3 separate regions of the Mus musculus genome follow, and all the other regions are linked to region 3. The links are chromatin contacts, called in public Hi-C maps. All regions are on one chromosome and are shown on one strand. The core of a region is the stretch at or near the end of the contact, and the rest is flanking DNA. Distances in the headings are between cores, read along the strand shown.

Region 1 (4,182 bases), core at 1,273-3,772, 500 kb before region 3:
CTGCAAGGAATTGTTTGCGAGTGGCAGTGCCCCACCTCCTCAGGGAACTTGGCTTTGTGGAATAGGGTAAAAGATAATGGCCTCACTGTGAATAAGGCACTCCAAGAGGTTCGGGACTCTAATTATTCCCAGGTGGACTACAACAAAGGAGTGGGTTGATAGTATGGTTGTTTTGCCCTCTAGGGACCAAGGAAGGTGTCTACCCTCTGTATATGGATATTGTGTGGAGTTTCATCTGTAAACTTTAGTCTCCATCTTGGAGCCACAGAGAAGACCCCACCCTGACACACACACACACACACACACACACACACACACACACACACACACACACACACACTTGACTGTGCTTGCCTCTCTGTCAATGTTCATTCAGTGTTATGGGATGGGATGACTTTTGTGTTTGTTTGATTTTGTTTTAACCTGTCAATTCCTATTCTTAAAATGGTCATAGAAAATAATGTTTCATAAAAATAATATCAAGCTCTGTTCATTTTAAGTATTGACTGGTTTCCCAGGAAATATTTGATTGTCCTGCTAGATGCTGTAAAAGCAGTAAGACTTTATCTTTGTATTGTTCGCTATAATAAAGATTTATTCTGTAAGTAAAATCACAGCCTTCAGATGTGTTGTATATAATCAAAGCTCTGGCTTTGATTACATGGGGAGCTAAGGGGGGGGCACTTTGGAGTCAAAATGTTGCAGGCTGCAATCAGCAGCTATGTGAGACTGGAAGTACCTTTCCATCTTCCCCACAGGTAGGACAGAAATGATGCTTCTCACTGGTCTCAGAAGTTGTCGCGCACCATTGAATAATGTGTGATGCTGGGCCAGAGGCAGTATACAGTAGGGTTGGCTGCTTTTTCATCCCTCTATGATATAGATTAATGTCCTACTACAACATGTCAAGATCGGACAGGGGGAGGCCAGGCCAGGGCATTCTACCAGATAGAAAGAGCACATATCAATGGCCTTTGCAGGAAAGGGTTCAGGTTGTGAAGATTCAGCAGAAGTTAGTAATTCTAAGTAAGAGACAAGGAGGCACAAGCTCCGAGATTGAGGTCAAAGATTGTCACTGACAAAAGATTAGTATAGTAAAGTACGGCTGAAGCTTGGACCTGGGAGGTGAGGTCCACAATCATCTAGAGGGTGCCTGTCGAGACATAGGATTGCAGGTTGGAATGCAGGAGCACCTCTGACCACAGCACCACCACAGGGAGGAAGGATGAGAGGCCGCTCCCTACAGCTTCCGTCTGACCACAAGTCTCACTCTATCTCCTTTCTACTGATCTTGGCAGGGATGATGTATAATTAAGTATTGTTTGAAAAAAAAGTATTGTTAGTTGGGTAAGCAAAAAAAAAAGTCTTATTCATATTAGTCTTTTCGTTTTGGGTAAGTGGGATTTAACACGTTTCTGTGTTTGTGAATGGCACTGCTACATTGGTGCAGTATTTACTTATGTCATTCATAGCTTGTTTATAAGTCTGTGCATTCTCTGGCCATATTGATTCTTTGTCAGTTATGTTTACTCTATCTCATCCCATTTGTATTTGTCTTTTGCATTTTGATTCTTTTGTCTTCTACTTTAAAAACTTGCATAAAATCTAAGATTACTTATCATGATCTTTCCCCCCATTGTACATTTTTTGCCATGATTTTTATATTTTATTGTAGGCATGGAAAAGCTTGCTGGGTATCTCGGACTCTGCTATCCTCCTGAAACTCATTTGTGAATCCCAGACACATGTGCACACAGGCCTCCTTATTGTGTTCTATTTCCACAGCACACTGACTGAAGGTCTGCTCTGATCATGTATGAAACTCATGTGTGATGGACGGTGGCTATGGATAACTTCCATGACTGATTTCAAGAACACCAAAGTTCAGTGCTCCGGGGTGTTGAAATGTGGATACTGAGTTTCTGGATTACGAATTTACCTATGGCATCTCTTTTAGGCATGCTGGTCATTTCCTGCAAATATAAACTCAGTTTTTCTTTAAGAGGTGAAAGTATAACACCGTGGGTGTTGAGAAGAAGCAATGGCTGCTCTGTTTAGTCTCATCAGTGTGACGAGCAAATTGAAGAGAGAGCTGCTTCTGCACCCTTTCTCGAGCTGTTCGCTGTTATCATGCTGCATTTGTTCTTACAAGTGGTGCAATGTCTGGGCTCCCCGTCCAATGGGCTGGTGGCTGCTAATTCAGCAAATTTGATTTTCCAAGTGAAAAATGTTGCCCTTATACCCAGTTTGTAATTCTTCTATTATCAGCTTCATCCATCACATAAGGGCAAGGGGCCAGAACTGTGAGATGGAACACCAGGACGCCTGTTAAGGATGTGTCTTCCTTAATTTCACTAATAGGTTTTTCTCTTCTCACTTTAACAATGATGTATCTGTCTACGCATGAGACTGTATTTAGCCAGCATGCATGTTCGAAATTAAGCCATTTCAGATCTGTGCTGGGAAGTCTCATTTCTCTAGACATTATTTATAAAGTAACTCCTTTCAGTCAAGCATGCTGGTCTCTGGACAAAGATCTTGCTTGCCCAGTGATACTCAATGTGACTTTTGTGGCTGTCATGCTGGTGGCTCAGCCTCACAGAAGAATGCCCCGACTAGCCTTTTTAGCTTTTGACCAACATAGCCAATCTCTGTCTAACGTAGATGACTCAGAGGAACCATTGACTGATTGCTAGAGAACAAAACATCATCAGTTAGTTTCAGAACTTTCTTTGAGCAAAGTTCAGGGATTTTTTTTTCCTTTTTTTTTTCTGCCAGCTCCTGGGTCTCCTGGTTTGACAGGCATGGAATGTTTGTCATCTTAAGTCACCAAAACGCTACACTTCTGATTTCATTCAACACAGCTAGGAATGCCAAGCCCATTGAGTTAACATGTCCAGCTGAGGCTCGATTCACAGATATTATGGAAAAAGGAGACTTATTAGAATCAATGGATCTAGAGTAGTTGAGGTTACAGAACAACCATGGAAGGTTTCTGTGAAAAACTGGCAGATTTTTGTGTTGCCTGGGGACCAGACATATCGAAGAAAGAGCTACACCTGGGCAGGCACCTAGGTATCTAAGGAGAATAGAAACTCATTTCTGGAGCTTTTACATTTTTAGGAATGGAGATATTTTTGATTCTGTTTGCTTCTGGAAAGTGGGTGTTTTCATTCTCTGTTTTGCTTGTTGGTACCAGGGTAGAGGTTTACTGGGCATCTTGCAACATTTGAAGATGATCAGTTGAAGTTGAGAGGTCCAGGTCTTGATGGTGACAGTAAGTTCCAACAGATAAACAGTTGAGTGGGGAGCCCATAGTTAAGTGCAGGAAATAAGGCTGTGAAGAAAGGGATGCAGAGGGTCAGCTAGCTCTCGGAATCAGGCAAGATGGCAGGGCTGTAGAGCTGGGCTTTGGTAAACAGAGACCTCATTCAGATCTTAATTTTTAAAAGAAAGGAGCAGCATGTATTATAAGACATAAGCACAAATGTAAACTAAAAGTTGGCATCTGGAGGTTTTAATTAATATAAGATAAAAGAAAAAGACATTATTAGTAATTTAAAAAATATTCCCTGTAAACTTTTCTCATTTAAATCTATGTATCTGTCTTAAGATTCCTCTCTCTCCCTCTCTCTTTCTCTCTCTCCCTGTGTATATGTAAACATATACACTAAAGACTATATATAACAAATCTATTCAGATGTATAAATATGTAGAGGAAAAGGGGAGGGAAGGGGAAGATAGATCCTGTTTTTCTGGAAATCAATAGTTTAATATATATATATTTTACAAAATTAGCTTGATTCCCTTCCCAATTGTGTGCTTTTATTTTGGGATTGCTATTTGCAATAAATGACTCAGAAACGGAAGTGAAAAATCAGTTTACAGTTTGACTAGAGATTTTTTTTTCCTGGTAGGGTTGTTGTAATTCTTACATAATTTGAGTACAAACCTCTCTGTGTTTATTAGATGTCTGCTGCTAGGTTTCTGTGTGAAACAGCCACACCAGCCCCCAACTTCCATGCCTCTGTAATTACATGTGAACTTGTAAGATCAGCAAGTACAGTGATTCATCACTCCAAGGTACTTTGCTAGAGGCAACATTGTTACAAGACTATTGTTCCTTGATGAATATATTTATTTTGAGCCTTAGTTAATTTTTTTTATTTTAAAAATAAGCTC
Region 2 (4,403 bases), core at 535-3,034, 370 kb after region 3:
TTATCCTTGGTTGTGAGCGGCTCATCAGTAAGGTGGCTTGCCCAGAGTCCAAGCAGCCAAACTGAAGGTAGCACCAGTCTCAGCTACAGCACCACCCGACCTCACCTCTCCTGACCACCTAAGTCCACCCTTGGCCCTTAGTTGTCTCTCTTGATAAGGGTTTGGAATCAGATTCCACTTAGAGGTGTTCTTAAAGATACATCTTTGTCTTTGTTTATTTGTATATTTGTTTATGTTATTTGCTATTCTTATTTATTGAACTTCCTCTGTAGACAAGGCTGGCCTCAAACTCACCGCAATCCTTCTGCCTCAGCCTCCCAAATGCTTTAACTAATGACATGAATCACCACACCTGGCTGAATGACAGTTTTTATCAACAAGAATCCATGTGTGGCTCAGGAGGCTTCTGAGAAACAGCAGCCCCCTGTCCCATCGCTCTTTGCCCCTGGACCGAAATGACCCTTAGACTTCCTGAAACTCTTGGAATCTAATTTTTTCCAGGGAGCTAAAGTAATTATGGGTAAGACGAGTTGAAAAATTAAAACTATGGAGGATGGCTGAGGCTTGGTCATCTCTGAAGATCTGTGCTTTTCTGTTCTGCTGTAGCAGACATCACAGGACCCTGGTGAAGAGCAACAATGGGGTTTCTCTTCACTGACACCTCTGTCCCCAGCTATCTCTGGGAATAAGCCAGAGCAAAAAGTACCACCGCTTGGTCTATGCTCCCGGCCCTCCCCTTCCCATCCAGTGAGTGTTCCCACTCCAGACTGAGAGCTCACCCTCATGCTTGCATACTTATTCCTGGATTTGCATCCATGTTCAAATAGCATACTACCCAGCTTCCTCAAGATGTTTCCATCTTAAACTATTATTATTATTATCATTATTATTATTATTATTATTATTATGACTTCCTGGTAGGGAAAACAGAGGAGTTTGTTCTTTTATACCACCAGCTCTCTCCACCTTTGTGGGTGGGGGAGGTGCAGGTTCTTATATATCCCAGGCTAGCCCTTCATCTTCCCAGCTCCACCTCCTGGGTGGTGGGATGTTAGGTAGGTTCCATTGTGATCAGCAGGCCTTTTCCTTCTTGTAGATACACACACACACATACACACACACATTCTGCCCTGTCTATCCCACAGCCTACCCAGCAACATCACTTGCATCACCTCTGAGGTATCTGAGGTCAGTGTGGCCTGGTCAGAAGCTAATTCAGACCTCCAGTTAAATGTAGATTTAATGTTGGCACTTGCTTCTCTCCCTCGTAAATTATGAAAACCACACCCCAGCAGGATGGTGGAAGCAGCAAGGCTGGAGGGCTATCCTCGGGCAGAGGAGACTCCAGAACATCTGCTTTCTTAAGGACCATCCAGGGGGTAAGAGCAAACACACTGGGTGGCCTCCAATGAGATCTAGAGCAAGAATAGAAGTCCCAGGGAGACCTATGCCAGCACCACCTGGATGTATGTTAGGATGTGTGTTTAGTGGCAGGAGATAGGCTGAGGCTGGCTGTGTGTGCTGGAGACACAGATGGGGGATTTCTGCAGGGACGGAGAGGTAAGCATTTGACTCCTGAAGTCCCTGCAGAGCCTACAGCAGTCACTTGCGTTCTCAGCTCTGTGATCCATGAGAATCCAGTGGTGCTCTGTCGTCCTTCTTGACTGACCACACCAGAGCTGTGCCAACGGGCACACACATCTGGTATATCCTTGTAGGGTGCTGAAATCTCTCTTAAGGCTCCCATGAGCAGCCTCTCTCACTGACCCCTGCCTTATAAAAATTTCAAGATGATTCACAGACATTTCATGATTCAGCAGTTGGGGCAGAAGCCTCCGTTCCACAGGGACTGAGTGGAAGATGGCGAGGAAGGGCTAGATGGAGCAATCACAGCTGATGTGGGCTCTGACTGTGGCCTCTCCAGCAGGGCAGCAGGGATCTCATAAGGCAAGACTGAGGAAATACGTCCCCCAGCCCCTGCCCTGTTTTAAAGAAAGAGATGGTAGAGGGTGAAGCCACAGATGGAATTCTACCTGCTCAGTGCATTCACATACGAGGGAGCGGCAGTCTGGCTCCTAAGTGGTTCCACACGTGGGGCACAGTCCCTGGCTTCTTCTTGTTCTGGAACTCTCTACAGAAATGTAAATCAGCCACAAAATCTTCTGTGCTCTCCAAGTGGGACAGACTCATTCATTCAGGCTGCTGATAGCTATTGTTGTGTAAGTGGGCTAAGAGTTGAGGAGCCGGCCTAACATCAGGGTGTGGGAGCTATGGGCCCCTTGGGGACCTGTGAGTCACTTTTTCTCCCCTCTGAGAAGCAAGAGAGCAGCAACCACTCAACTCTGGAGTAAGTCCAGGGTGCTATGTGACCTAAGACCAGTTCTCAGCCCTCTTCAATACTTCTATCTAAAACAGGGCCAGGGTCTGTGTGGCCTGGCATCTTGGCAGGTATTTTGCGAATCCAATGAGCTCACTGGTAGAATGTGCTTACAATAGTGCTTTGGTTGTGGTAATTATAATCATCCTGAGTAAAAGCTGCACAGGGGAAGCCACAGTGCCCCCCTCCCCCGCCGACCTGACAAGCTCAGACAACATAACCCCTGTAGAAAGCAAGTCTCCAAAGCTATGAATAAAGAAATGGAGGATACAGCTTGTTCTTCATTTCAATTTTATTCTATGAGTGTTTTGTCTGCATGTGTATCTGTGTGCCACACTCATGCCTGGCATTTGAGGGATCTAGAAGAGGGAGTTCGATCTCCTGAAACGGGAGTTGTAGATGGTTGTGGGCAGCCATGTGGGTTCTGGGAATCAAACTTGGGTCCTGTGGAAGAGGAGTCAGTGCTCTAACCACTTAGCCATCTCCCCAGCCCACCAGGAAGCACGCCCGTATTCCCAGTCATTCTTGTCAAGTAAATACTGCAGGTGTGATATGCCAGGCCAGATGGTGAAACCTTCAACACTTGTTCCCAAGATTGGAACCCAATACAGTCAAACACAGCACAGCCAGGCTGTGAAGGCTCAGTTTAAAACGAGGCCCCGCTGACACCTCCAGAACTTCAACCAAGCCGAATCCAGAAGACAGTTATAAACAGTGTGTGAAGCACCAACATTACAATTCCGCTCTGGTTTGCTGTGTCTGCAAGCACACCCTTTCCTCGACAGCCCCCGTCTCCCCCAACAACCACACGTGGCACTGGGTGGCCTCTGGGTGCCTGCCAGGTATCTACCCAGCCCATGGATCTCACATCTACAGGAGTTTAAAAACCATTGTCTTGTCTTCCACAGAAGCACTGTCCTATTTCCGAGCTGACACCACCACCTAGTGTGTCACTCAGGAAGGCACGCCTGTTGTGGGGTGGCGGGGCTGGCTGGAGCCTCCCTTTGCCCTTCTCTCTCTTCATGCAGGGCCTCAGCCCAGCCCTGCTTCCTTCTTGCTCTCACCTGTTAAGGTCTTGCAGCCCATTTGCCACACAGTGGCTCACACCTGTAAGCCTAGCACCTGGGAGACTTGGCAGCCTGGGCTACAGAGAGGATTTATGGCCAGCCTGAGGTACATCAAGAGATGAAAGAGGGGGGAATAGGGAAGGGGTTTGCTGGTTGTGAGAAAAAGGGAGAGAAGACGTGGAGGAAACGAAAGAGTAAAGAAAACAGAAGAAGAAAATGGGAGGTGCTGGAAACCTACATCCCGGAAGCAACTGCATCCCCTAAGACTTAGTAAGGCTGACAGACCCTGAGCCTCACCCTAGAACTGCTGAGCCCAAATGCACCTTTTCTCTAAATGGCAGGTGATTGCCTCAGTGCAAGGGAATGTGTGAGGAGCTGTTCTAACAGGAGGGGGAAGGGAGATGGCTAGGACAGTCTATAAAGAAACAATGCATATGGCAGTGGTGGCATATAATCCCACCTTTAATCCCAGCACCTGGGAGGCAGAGACAGGCAGATTTCTGAGTTCCAGGACAGCCTGATTCACAGAGTGAGTTCCAGGACTACACAGAGAAACCCTGTTTCAAAAAAACTGAAAGAAAGAAAGGAAGGAAGGAAGGAAGGAAGGAAGGAAGAAAGAAAGAAAGAAAGAAAGAAAGAAAGAAAGAAAGAAAGGAAGAAAGAGAAGGAAAGAAAAAGAGAGAGAAAGAATACATAAATATTATCTATAATTATATATAAAATAGAACATAATGTTAACCTTAGAAGTAAAACAAAACCTTCCTGAGTAATACGACATTTGTCATGAGAGGAAATTTTATTTCTTGGGAATTTTTAATCAGTCTAAAACAATGGAATCTTCTAGAATGACCTGTAGGAGTACTAGGCAGAGGGTCTCCAGTACTCCAATCTCACTGTACATTCGGTATTTGTGTTCTTATGGATGGAAGAAAACCACTGATTGATCTCTGATCCTAGAC
Region 3 (4,201 bases), core at 585-3,084:
GTGTGTGGTGGCAAGCACCTGTAATATCAGTGTGGGGAGGCAGAAACAGGAGGAACCCCAATCCCACACCACCACCGCTGTCACTGCCACTGCCACCACTGCCACCCCAGGGCTTGCTGGCCACTAAGTCTAACTGAATAGGTAGCCACAGGTCCCATGGCAGGCACTGTCTCAAAAAAAATAAAGGTAGACACTTTTGAGGAATGACACTTGAGATTGACCTCTGGCCTGTACACACACACACACACACACACACACACACACACCACAACACAAAAATAAATGTTTTTTTTTAAATAATGCTTTCCCACATTATTAATAATTCATAGAAATCCATTTAATAGCTAAATTCTATCATGTGGTCAGGTCATCGTTCAACCATTTTAGTATTTCCATAGACTGTGTACATGTGTGTCTGTGTCTGTGTCTGTGTGTATACAAGAATTCAATACTGAAGGTCTTCCTTAATCACGCTCCATTTTGGTTTTTGTGACAGTCTCTGCAGCTCGCTGATTTGGCTCCCCTGGCTAACTGGCTCTTCCTGCCTCTGCCTTACCAGCACTGGGATCACAAGCATACGCTGCCGCGCCCACCCAGCTTTTTTACATGGATTCTGGGAAATTGAATTCAGATTCTCATACTTACACAACAAGCACGTTACTGACTGAGCCGTCTCTGGCCTCGTTAACGATTTTTTATAGAATGGACACTGCTATCAGGAATCTCTTCAGTCTTGTGTCCAGCTTGGCACTCCAAATAAACAAGAAATTAGCAATCGGCTTTGTCCTGGCTCTTTCTTTCCCACTATCAAATTCCCTTCCACAATGCTTCTGATCTTTTACATTCACAACCTAAGATAAGAAGTTCGTTACGGTTCAATGTGCACAAGCCAGGCGTGGTTGTGCACATCTGTAATGCTGCACTCAAGAGGACAAAGCAAAATGATTGTGAGTTCAAGACCAGCTATGGCTACATAATGAGACCCTGTCTCAGGTAGGATAGATAGATAGATAGATAGATAGATAGATAGATAGATAGATAGAAAGATAGATAGAAAGATAGATAGAAAGATAGAAAGAAAGAATTGGTTGACTCTAATTGTAAATTCTACTGTACACTCTTTGCAGTACTTAAGCCTCAGTCCTCTCTAAAATGCATTATTGAGGACTTATTTGATACACCCTTGCCTTTAGATAGCTACTATCCAAGTCCCCACTTTATAGATGAAGATGGAGTCTCCAATAGGTTAAAACCTTGTGCAAGGACACACAAACAGTAAATGACTAAAGCAAGTTTCAAAACTGTGCAGTCCAATGCCACACCCCACCCCCTTTGCAGAAGGACAAGAACACCAGCTATTGTGCTTACAGAAAAGCAGAAAGAAACCATGAGAGAGCAAACGCACGGCCGATGAGAACAGACACAAAGCGGATTAGAAATGCTAGGAACCCTGTGAGTCGGAAAGGTAGCCATGAGATCCTAAACTGTACTTTTTCTTTTCTCCATGAGTGAGAATGACATTTGACAAAAGCCAGCAGATCACATGTTTTACAGTTAAGCCTACAACAACCCAGCTATGGACACGAGAATGGTCTGCCACAGAGGGAAGAAAGCAGGAGCCCCAGCTTCCTAAATCTGAAGAAATGAGAAGAAAAAGCCTGAAGCTACTGTTCAAAACACATAAGGTGGGTAGAACAGGGAAACACTTCTCCAGGGTTTCTGGCTAAGGATCTTCCAACGCCATGAAATGGGTGCGGTCTGCCCACAGACCACAGGACCTGGATTTTGTAGAAGACAGGTTGGCTTTTTTGCTATGTGCCACAGCGCCACCTATCAGAAGTAGTGTGAAATTGCATCATAACCACCAGGGCAGTTCTGGAGTCCTTCTGGACAGAAGACCACACCAGGCCCACACCTACCAAATGCTGACATCGCTGTGGTAAAGAAACCAGTGTCTGCCCTTGGGAAGTTCACAGTCCATCAGAAGACTGTGGAAGGCTGTACAACAGAGATCTGTGAAAGGGGGGGGGGGGGGAGGGAGGGAGTTGAAGTTGCCCTTCCCAGAGGGTTCCACAGGGGGAGCTACTCCACCCATCTCTTAAAGATGGGTAAAGATCCTAGGCCAGACTGGCTGACAGTGGCAGAGGATGAATATATGTCTCAGAGATCGGGAGGTAGGGAAAATTCTAGTACATTAAGGGGGTGGAATGCTGGACTCTGAGTCTTGCTTAGCTTTGTGTTTAAGGAGGGGACTTGTGAAGATTCAAATCCCAAATTGGGAGTGTCCACACTAGAGTCCATGTCTCCCGATTCTCAGTGAACCAGGGAAGCGCAAGGCCAGCCCACTCCCGAGGCTGTGCCCTCAGAAGACCTAATGTCAGTCCAGACCATCTCCACACGTTTCTAGAAGACCCTTGCGAAGCACCTGACCTTTCTGCATGTCAGATTATCTATCTATAAACAGGAGTAATAATAATGATAAATGCTCAGCCCAACGCCGAGTCGATACTTAATACCCAATAATCAGATTTTAAAGATGATACTTTTTAAATATTGACATTTTAATATTATAATATTATTGGCATGTGTCTCAAACTACCGTTACAGTAGCCCCATTGTCTGAAGAATTTTGGTTTTTTTTTTGTTGTTGTTGTTGTTTTTCTTTCTCAGTTACCTGTACAGAGGTCACATGGAAAATTCAAGAAATGACTCATACACTTTCAGTTGTGTGGCTTTCTGAGGAGGAGAATGAAATCTCATGCCAGTGCACTTGTCCCATTGGAGGTGGGGATGGTTGCTGTGTGCTGGGCGCCCATACTGTGTATGCTACTGTGAAAGGCTTCCTGGTGAGCCGCCTCCTCCTACCTTGCATTGGGCAGGAAGTCATCTAGTCCTCTGCACCGCCCTGTGCTTTAGGCTTCTAATTGGGCTCTGCTTTTGAGGGAAACACAATTTGCTAGGTCATCTGGGACGACAGCTGTCTGTGTTTATAAATCCCAAGGTCATGATCAGCACTCAAAGAAGTCAGGATCCAAATCACACAGCCTTGTTTTTCAGCGTAATTCATTAGATTTTACCTGGAAACTTGAGAGAGCAGCTGGGATGCTCGCACCAGCCTGAACGCAGGGGATGGGGCCAGAGGAACCAAAGGCAGTGCTATGCCGGCTTCGTTTTCATTCCTAGAAGATCCAAAGTGCTACCACAGACCTCCCAGAACTACAGGGCACACCAGTCCCTAACAAAGCACATCAAAGGATCACTAGGGCCAGGGAGATGATTCAGCCAATGAAGACACCCAGCACAAGACTGCTGACCTGAGTCTGTCCACACAGCACACAGAAAGGAGCAGAGAAGGACTGCACAAGGTTGTCCGTTTCATCTGACTTCCATATGTGCATCATGTCGCGTGCATACACACCTGCACGCGTACACAGCACACAGACATATACATGTACTCATAATAGATAAAGTTTAAAGAAAAAACATCACTTTGAAAGGCACGGGTGGGACCTGCTTGTAGGAAGCACTCAAACTAGAGGGACAACCCCAAAGGTGACCCCATGAAGCCAGCAGGGGGAGAACACAGTAGGATCATTTAAGAACCATAGACAAAACCCTGTAATCCAAGGCTGAAACGATCTCACATCACAGCACCGGTGCGTGGAGTCATGTGGCCCAAGAGAACTGCAGGAAGAAGGGATGTTCCAACAGGGCTTTGTGAAAAACATAAAATCCAGGCCCAAAACAGAGGGCAGAAGCACTCAGGAGAAATAGCTAAGTATGAAGTCTACCTCCATTATCAGATTATGTTAAGCGTCTAGGAGGAGGACTGCTCTCAACCTGATTGATTGAGTTTTATTTGGTTTGGACTTTTGGCTTTAGGGTGTTTGTTTTATTTTGAGACAAGGTCTCACTGTAGAACCTAAGCTGTCCTGAGACTCTTTTTGTTTGAGTTTCATTCTTTCTTTCTGCTTATGTTTTTTGGTGTACTTTTAAGCCAGAGCCTCATGTAGCCCGGGATAGCCCTCTAACCTTGAGGGGGGCATCCTCTACTTTCCAAGTGCTGGGCTTACAGATGTGGGCCACCACGCCCGGAAGGAATGGAGGGATGGAGGAATGGATGAATGGGTGCAGGAAAGGGAAGTTAAATGTAGCCACCTCCATTTCTACATGTATCTCCACTCCCACGCTTCAGCCCAGA

What was found. Hi-C and Micro-C count contacts between places; a contact is called where the count stands out from the background.
Region 1: a Hi-C map of the N1E-115 cell line shows a contact between it and region 3, with 4 times the contacts expected there. The contact joins two enhancer-like sites. A contact is called at or near these places in 3 of 15 datasets of contacts at CTCF or cohesin (the NIH/3T3 cell line, large pre-B cells and pro-B cells), 2 of 484 Hi-C or Micro-C datasets (the N1E-115 cell line and cerebellar granule neurons) and 2 of 115 datasets of contacts at active chromatin or transcription factors (embryonic fibroblasts and embryonic stem cells).
Region 2: a contact with region 3 is called in a Hi-C map of the N1E-115 cell line, with 8 times the contacts expected there. The contact joins two enhancer-like sites. A contact is called at or near these places in 2 of 484 Hi-C or Micro-C datasets (the N1E-115 cell line and cerebellum).

What each region holds. Positions count from the first base shown.
Region 1 is chr4:47,996,856-48,001,037 of GRCm38.p6, reverse strand. No RefSeq gene overlaps it. Among named protein-coding and RNA genes, the nearest start is that of Gm52735, 33 kb to the right of the region's middle. Within about 2 kb of position 2,522, at least 4 of the 459 cell types and tissues checked have an H3K27ac peak or open chromatin away from gene starts, as enhancers often do. A contact at or near this core is called in the N1E-115 cell line, where this site is marked.
Region 2 is chr4:47,127,617-47,132,019 of GRCm38.p6, reverse strand. No RefSeq gene overlaps it. Among named protein-coding and RNA genes, the nearest start is that of Gm52731, 18 kb to the right of the region's middle. Within about 2 kb of position 1,784, at least 45 of the 459 cell types and tissues checked have an H3K27ac peak or open chromatin away from gene starts, as enhancers often do. A contact at or near this core is called in the N1E-115 cell line, where this site is marked.
Region 3 is chr4:47,500,489-47,504,689 of GRCm38.p6, reverse strand. No RefSeq gene overlaps it. Among named protein-coding and RNA genes, the nearest start is that of Gm42283, 7.7 kb to the right of the region's middle. Within about 2 kb of position 1,834, at least 31 of the 459 cell types and tissues checked have an H3K27ac peak or open chromatin away from gene starts, as enhancers often do. A contact at or near this core is called in the N1E-115 cell line, where this site is marked.